Linked DNA regions of Zea mays: region 2 is linked to region 1. Evidence: chromatin contacts called from public Hi-C data. All regions are on one chromosome and are shown on one strand. Each heading gives the region's core, a stretch centred on a gene start, on an enhancer-like site or on the middle of the called end of the contact. The rest is flanking DNA. Distances are from core to core; before and after follow the strand shown.

What was found. Hi-C and Micro-C count contacts between places; a contact is called where the count stands out from the background.
Region 2: a contact with region 1 is called in a Hi-C map of ear, with 4 times the contacts expected there. The contact joins the promoter of LOC103637697 here to the promoter of LOC111274019 in region 1. A contact is called at or near these places in 10 of 25 Hi-C or Micro-C datasets (bundle sheath, ear, leaf and 2 more).

Annotation. Positions count from the first base shown.
Region 1 is chr1:100,270,638-100,274,403 of Zm-B73-REFERENCE-NAM-5.0, forward strand. LOC111274019 reads left to right here and starts at 1,941. Exons shown (of 2, transcript NM_001357142.1): 1 at 1,941-2,184; 2 at 3,087-3,766. The coding sequence starts at 3,562.
Region 2 is chr1:100,468,698-100,472,498 of Zm-B73-REFERENCE-NAM-5.0, forward strand. LOC103637697 (replication factor C subunit 5) reads left to right here and starts at 1,535. Exons shown (of 11, transcript XM_008660366.4): 1 at 1,535-2,535; 2 at 2,664-2,774; 3 at 2,891-2,923; 4 at 3,101-3,263; 5 at 3,391-3,569; 6 at 3,663-3,799. The coding sequence starts at 1,747.

The DNA.
Region 1 (3,766 bases), core at 691-3,190:
GCCGTCGTCGGACATCCCGTTCATCTTCCTGGCCTTTGCCCTGTTCTTCCTCCCCAACCTGTTGCCCCCACCCACGGTCGCAGTCGCGAGTCGGTCATGCTCCTTGCCTTTTTCGTGTGTGTCGTCGAGGAGGACATGGTGGTGCCTGCCACACTTAGGTTATCTTGGCGATGAGGGTCTAGGTCTGAGATATTGGACAACCAAGGCCCGTAGCGTGCCAGCAGTTGGCATATGCTACATAGTTGGTGGTGGTGTTGTGTCGCTTCGGCGGGTCCAAGGTTGGGAAAAACACTCGCATTCTCTCGCCCTCCTCGGATTGACGCCTGGTGCGGGTGCCTCTCGGTTTGGAGTTGCTCCGGCTAGGCTTCTTTCTCGGCTTGCATGCTCTCTCCTTATATATCTAGCGGTATGCTACCTATGTCGCCTCCAGATGCCCAGGTCTGAGATATTGGACAACCAAGACCCGTAGCGTGCCAACAATCGTCATATGCTACAGAGTTGGTGGTGGTGTTGTGTCGCTTCGGCGGGTCCAGGGTTGGGAAAAACACTCACATTCTCTCGCCCTCCTTGGATTGACGCCTGGTGCAGGTGCCTCTCGGTTTGGAGTTGCTCCGGCTAGGCTTCTTTCTCCGCTTGCATGCTCTCTCCTTATATATCTAGCCGTATGCTACCTATGTCGCCTCCAGATGCCCAGGTATTTGTTGTGTCCTTCTCCGGCAACGAACAAGTATGTCTGCCTCTTCCCTTCCCCTCCTACTCTACGAAACCATGAAAGTGATGGAGGCGAGGGATGAGAGTCTCTGATTTGCTACCTATGGGACCCGTGCATTTATAAAAATTATTATGGGAAGAGCAGAGACAATTAATAAAAAATCTTGAAATCTTTTTGGTGGATAATTTACGTGAGTATTATTGTGAGCCGTCGCAACGTACGGGTAACCGACTAGTATAAGTAAATGCATGGGTAATCAATCCATCATGGGGCCGGAGCACAGTAATATCCGGTTTTATTTGCAATTTCCCACCCCCTAATCATCCTGTACAGTATGAATCCATGTCTCTGCACTTTTGGGCCGGACAAGGCGGGGGGGGGGGGGGGGGGGGGCAACTGAACTGATGGTAGTGCAAGCTTTTGAGATGAGAAAAAATGGTGGTGGTGGTGGCAGGTTTGTTCTAGTAAGACTAGCTTGGAATGGGAGAGGAAAATGGGGAAACGAAGGGTAGGGCCTAGGCCTTGCCGATGGTGCGGCACAGGCAGGCATGATGATGGTTGGTACCGACGGCAGGGCATGAGTATCCGTTTGTGTGGTTGGAGCGACGATCAATGTTGGAGATTATGGGATGGATAACAATTAGATTATATATGTTGTGTAGTGGTTCAGCTTAATCATATGCATGATGCATGGGGGTTTGCTCCTAGCTAGCCAGGTCATCAGGCGGGGGTGTTTGGTTACACCCCGCTAAAATTTAGCCCCTGTCCCATCAAATGTTTGAACCTCCGTTCCAGGTATTAAATGTAGTCGGATTATAAAACTAATTTGTCAGCCGAAGATTAAAAGACGAGACGAATCTAGTCCAGATGGTTGGGTCTATATTTCATACTCCTATTTAAAAGTCAAACGCTTGATGTGACCCGAGCTAAACTTTAGCAGGAGCAACCAAACACCTCAAAAGCTAGTCGATCGAATAGTCCAAGTCCCATCCATGCTGTGCCGCTGATTGACGTGCTCGATCGGGCTCGGCTCTAGGCCTACTCTAGCTAGCTGCAGCCTGCAAAGGGAGAGACCATTATATAGGGGCTGATTGGTTACCTGTTTGCGCTCGTGCAGGGCCCATCGGATACAGTTTTTGACAGTGCCGTGTGTTTGGTTGCTTGAACAAATGTTTGAGCCAGGTCACGCTCGTGCAAAATAACCATCTCATCCAGGCCCATCACAAACGGCCAAAATCTCCGTTTCTCCAGAGCCAGGCTCCACTCGCTCCCTGTCCTCGCAGCTCAGAGCACGCGCAGGCCCCTTCCCTGTGTCCTGGCGTGGAGCTCGCGCAGCCGCCTCGCCTCGCCTGGAGCTCGCGCAGCCGCCTCGCCTGGATCTCGCGCTAGGGTTGGAGCCAGGGTCCTCACAGCCGCCTCTATCCTCGCCTGGAGCTCGCGCTAGGGTTCCTCTCGCAGCCGCCGCTGTTGAGGTCAGACTCTGCCTTCTCCTCTCACCCTCAAGCTCTCCCTCTCCCGTCTCCTCTCCCCGCTCCGAACACTGGGCCGGTCGATCGTCCGCCGCACCCCCTTGCGGTCACGGTTCTCTTCTTCTCTGTCTCTCGCGCACAGATCTCACTCTCCGACGCTAGATGCACTTGCTCCTGGTACTACCGGGTAACGAGGTTTGGCATTGTGGTCGGAGGCGGCCATGCCGGATGCGAGGCCGCCCTTGCTTCGTCTCGCCTCGGCGCGCGCACCCTGCTTTTACGCTCAACATTGACCGGATTGCGTGGCAGGTCTGCGCTGAGCTAGCTTTGCCCCGATGGTAGATATTCTAGTCAGGTTCATTACTGAAATTACTTGAACATTGACTCCTGATGCTAGATAATAAAAATCATGTCCCTTATATGAAGAATTGATCCATCAAACCCTGCAGTGTAGAAATTTAGCAATGTGAACTCTTACCTGTGATAACATTTTTGTAGGGCACAAATTCTGTTCCAAGGTATGAATGTACGATAGAAACTGAAGAGATGATTTTTGATTAGTATGTTGCATATCTTAGTATGCTATAGCCTATAACTATAAGGAAACATTCTTTGTTAATGAATTCCATTTAAATTTTAGTATTAGAAGTGTAGTTCTGCTTCAACTCATCTACCCTACCCAGCCTTGTAACCCTGCTGTTGGTGGCCCTGCAAAGTCTCAACTTGTCCATGAGGTAGATGCCTTTGGTGGTGAAATTGGAAAAAATACCGATAGGTACGAGTTCAAACGTCTTGTTGCCTGGAGAATGAGTTTCTCTGAGTGCAAATGGCTGAGAGTCCATATTTTGATTGCTAGTTAATCAACAAAGATATCTTAGCATACTGATTGCATCTTCTTCTGATAGGTGCTACTTGCAAAAGCGTGTACTGAACAGCTCAAAAGGCCCTGTTGTACGTGCACTGCGTGCTCAGACTGATAAGAGAGAGTATGCAATAGAGATGAAGAACAGTGTGGAAAGGTCAGTGTATACTAAGTTGCTAACTTTACTTGGATTTGTAATCTTGTCTGGCACCTCCATAAGTGGTTAGTGCTACATAATTTCTGAATATGTTTCGTTTAGCTGACCTCATTTAAGTTATGTTAATTTGATCATCATTTCAGAGCTTCTTAGGTTGTACTCACAAAATTGTGATCTTTGGCTTAAACTATATCAAACATGACACCTTCTCAAAATTTGGCACCAGATATTGTTGTTACTGTATTAAGACCATGGTTCTGCATGACTAGTCTTAATTTCGACTACACGGCGTTGTATTCTCCCACAGGAGTTTTATGACATTTCCTGCATCTAGTATATGCTGTAAACCTTGCAGGTCCATATGGTAAAGGAAATCAGTGGCGAAGTCTATCTTTTTCTCCTCCTGCCGTACGTCCGTTCCAGCTTGCAAAGCGCTCGCGAGCTGCTGCCATGGCCAGCGCCGGTGCACCCGCAGTTCCCCAGGCTGGTCGCCCAGCCTCCAACTTCGACGTCATCGTGGTGGGCGCCGGCATCATGGGCAGCTGCACGGCGCACGCGGCGGTGTC
Region 2 (3,801 bases), core at 285-2,784, 200 kb after region 1:
CTGAGGAGGTTGTAAAGATACACTAAAGTCTACTTTGGGGTATGTACACTCTCTAGGGGAGTTATTTCTTGGAAGAGGTGCAAACAGACAACGAGAGCATCGTGACAGTGCACGCTGAGTTTGCATCCATGTATGAGGCAAATGGGCGGGCAATATAGATGAAGAGATTCATACTCGGATTAAGAGTGGTTGATAGCATAGAAAGACCACTGAGAATTTAATGCGATAATGAGACAACAATATTTTACTCTTATACCAACAAGTCAAGTGGCACTGCTAAGTTCATTGACATTTAGTGTTATGTTGTTAAGGAGAAGATTTCAGGATCAAACCATAAAAGTTGAGCATAACAATAGATAGCAGATGCTAGCGAATCCGCTCACAAAAGCCTTCCACCCAACGTGTTAAGACAACACGTAGCCGGCATAGGTTTAAGGGAGTGCCTATGATCTTGAATCACAGGGGCTACAGATTGCAACTTTGTAAAATATCTTTTCATTCTGAAGCAGGGGAGCATGTTGTATTCAATGAGTGCATTGATACTTAATCGGTCATTGTCACGCATTGGTCTCTATGTGTAAACTTTGTTGAGGGATGGAATCCAGAAAAGTTGAATATAATGAATGTAGAGGACAAAGGAGAGATTGTTGTGTGTGTCCTCTATAGCCGGTCACTAGAGACTAGATTGGACTCAACCAACTAATCGTCTCTTTAATCGGGCCCTTGATTGGGAGGGCCCATGTTGATCTCGGTTGGAGCCCCCGGTCACATGACGCTATATATAAAGGATTAAGGGTCGCAGGAAAAGCCAATGCTAGTACTTGCCCAAAACCCTAATCCACGCAGAGGCCCCATCGCCTAAGCGTCGGAGTGACTGGAAGAGCGACAACTAACGGCTCGGATTCTGATGCCTACTGTTCCTCTGCAGAGCAATGGAGGTGACACCGGCGGCGGCGGCGGCCACACTCCACCAACACCAAGCCAGGACGTGTCAACACAACAACAACGAAGGTATGTCCCCCTATTCCTCTCAGTAGAAGATTTACTCGTCATCGGAGATTTTCCAGTTATAGATTGGTATTCTAGAGGCTTAGAAATTGATCCTAGACATAATAGAATCTAACCGGTCGATCTCTTGACCAGTGAGATCTGCCCCCATACCCACCTTGCGAGGCCCTACTCCTTATTGCCGATGACTTCCCCGGCCCACCGGGACATGTCTCCACCGCGCAATCTTGGGCTTGAGCTCGTAGACTGAAGAGAGGGGATCAGGGGATCCAGAGATGGAGCAACAATGGGAGAAGTTTGGGGTAGCTGTCGTCTGGCTAAAGAAGGGAGGCAGGGCACCACGAGTCATTTTCACATGGCCTATCCAAGTCCTTGCCACGGTAGCGTGTCCGCGTGGCTGGCTACATACACAAAAAATAACATAAATATAGATGTAGTGGAAGCTCTCTCTCCTCTCCTGTAACAATTATATAGAGTCAATTGTAAGGATGACAAATGAATGTACGCCATCTGCAAAAATCCTCCGATCTGACCGGTGCATATGCAAAAAAAAATGCAGAAGAGAAGAGAACAATTCTGGAATGATTCCCAACGTCCTGCAGAAATCTGAGTGGCTCCAGTCCCCGTCCCAGCGGAGCAGAGCACTCGATCGCGTTGCGTTGGTGACCCCGTCGACGTCCTCGCTCTTCTCGCCGTGCATTGGCTTCATCACCTCCTTATTCGCGCCACGCCACGCAGATGCCATGCCAGTGCCCAGACACACCGCCGCGTCAACCTCCCGCTCTCTGGCTCCCAAGTTACATCACCACGGACATGGAAACCCCCTCGCCGGGCGCCACGCTCTCCGCGGTGATCGCCGAGGACCGCCGCCGGGAGGCTCGCCGCCGCCAGGGGGGCTTCGGGCAGGGCGGTCTCCTCCCGTACCTCGTCCCGGCTTGCGGGCGTCCGGCCGGCCAGAGGGGCGGCAGGCCGCTGCACTCTGAGCTCATGGTAAAACTGCACCGCTGGGGCGCCACTTTCCTGCCCAAGGGCGGCGGCGCCGTCGCGCGCGAACTCGAGGAGCCGTGCCGCGCGCCAAGCCCGCCGCCACGGCCTAGACCATCATTCACACCGGCTGCATCGGCGGCGGAGCCGGAGGTGGTGCCGCGCCACGAGGCGCCCGCCGTGAGTGTCGTCCCCACGACGGGGCCTTCGAGGGAGAGAGAGGAGCCGGCGGCGGGATCCGAAGCCATTGCCGAAGCGGACATGTCCGCCGGCGAGAGCGCGGGGAGCAGCGACCACCAGGCGACGCCGGTCGTTACCGTCGCGGGAGGAAGTGGGGGAACCTGGCTCAGAGCTTCGCCCAAGACGAGAGCGAGGTCTCCGTCACTGCAGACGGACAGCGACGAGTCCCCTCGGCCCCTCGCCGACTCCGCCGCATTGCCCGTGGTGGCCGACGACAAGTACGTGTGGGCGGACAAGTACCGGCCCAATGTCCTCAACGAGTTCATCTGCAACAAGACCGTCGCCGCCGAGCTCTACCAGCTGGTTGGTGATCACACGACCACATTGCAAACGTTGCTTCAGAGTTTGCCTTGCAGTTTCGTATCAGAGCAGCTTTTAGGATTGTGGCCAAGTTCATCTGATACATGGGCAAGTTCGTCTGTTGCATGCAGGTTGTTGCACACCAGTGCAGACATTTCATCTTTGAAGGCCCGCCGGCGGTTGGGAAGAGAAGCATGGTACTGGCACTTATAAGGGATGCTTTTGGCCCCCATGATCTCAAGGTCACTATGGCAAACTTGGCTTAAATTACTACTAGTCCTCATTTAAAGAAGCTAAATGGCTAAAACCTCGGTGTCTTCACAATTTGTTATTTTTTTCTCCATCCTGACATACGCAGATAGAGGAACAGACAAAGAGATTTGAGCTGAAGGTACTTTATATGCATGAAAGCGTTTTCCCCTTTTTTTAACTCCATGGTCACTTTCACCAAAGTGATCAAGTTCTTTTTTCCTTTGTTGAAGTGATAAAGTTGTTGCTATTGTTGTGAATTCATAAAATGCAACCAACTGGAATCATCAGCGACTAATTGACCGATTTCACACTATAGGGAGAAATTAGAAAGCACATCGATGTCAGAGTGAAGACCTCTGAGCATCATGTGGAGGTGAGCTTGGCTGATTTACATGGCTACGAGAAGTACATCATAACCACTCTGTTGAGTGAATCCATCCCATCACCAAGCTCAGTTTGTGACCATACTAACTGCAGAGGTAACATGCAATATTTTGTTAATAAAGCTAGGAATTTCAAACGATTGCATTGCATTGCATGCTCCGCATTGATTTGGCAGCAGTTTTACATGCTGCGTTCATACATCGGTTGTTTACATATGTGCAGTGATTGTTATCCATGATGCTGATAAGCTCTCGTTTGATCTTCAACATTATATTGGTTGGTTTTTGGGGAGGTATGCCGGGTGCAACAAAATCATTTTCTGCTGTTCTGATGCTTCTAATCTTGAAGCCATTAAGCATCTCTGTAAGGTTGTGACTCTTCAACCACCTTCATTTGACGAGGTACTTCACTACACAACTTGTTGATCAGTGTTATGTGTATGATTTTTTCGCTTATTGCACTAGGCGGTTTGTTAAAAGATTGTTTGTTTTTAGATAATAAATGTTCTAGAGTACATTGCAACGCAAGAGAGCATTGATTTGCCTCGTGATCTTGCTAGAAGAATTACAGTCGGCGCAAACAATAATCTCCGACAGACAATACGCTCTTTTGAAGCTACTTGGAAGGCAAAGT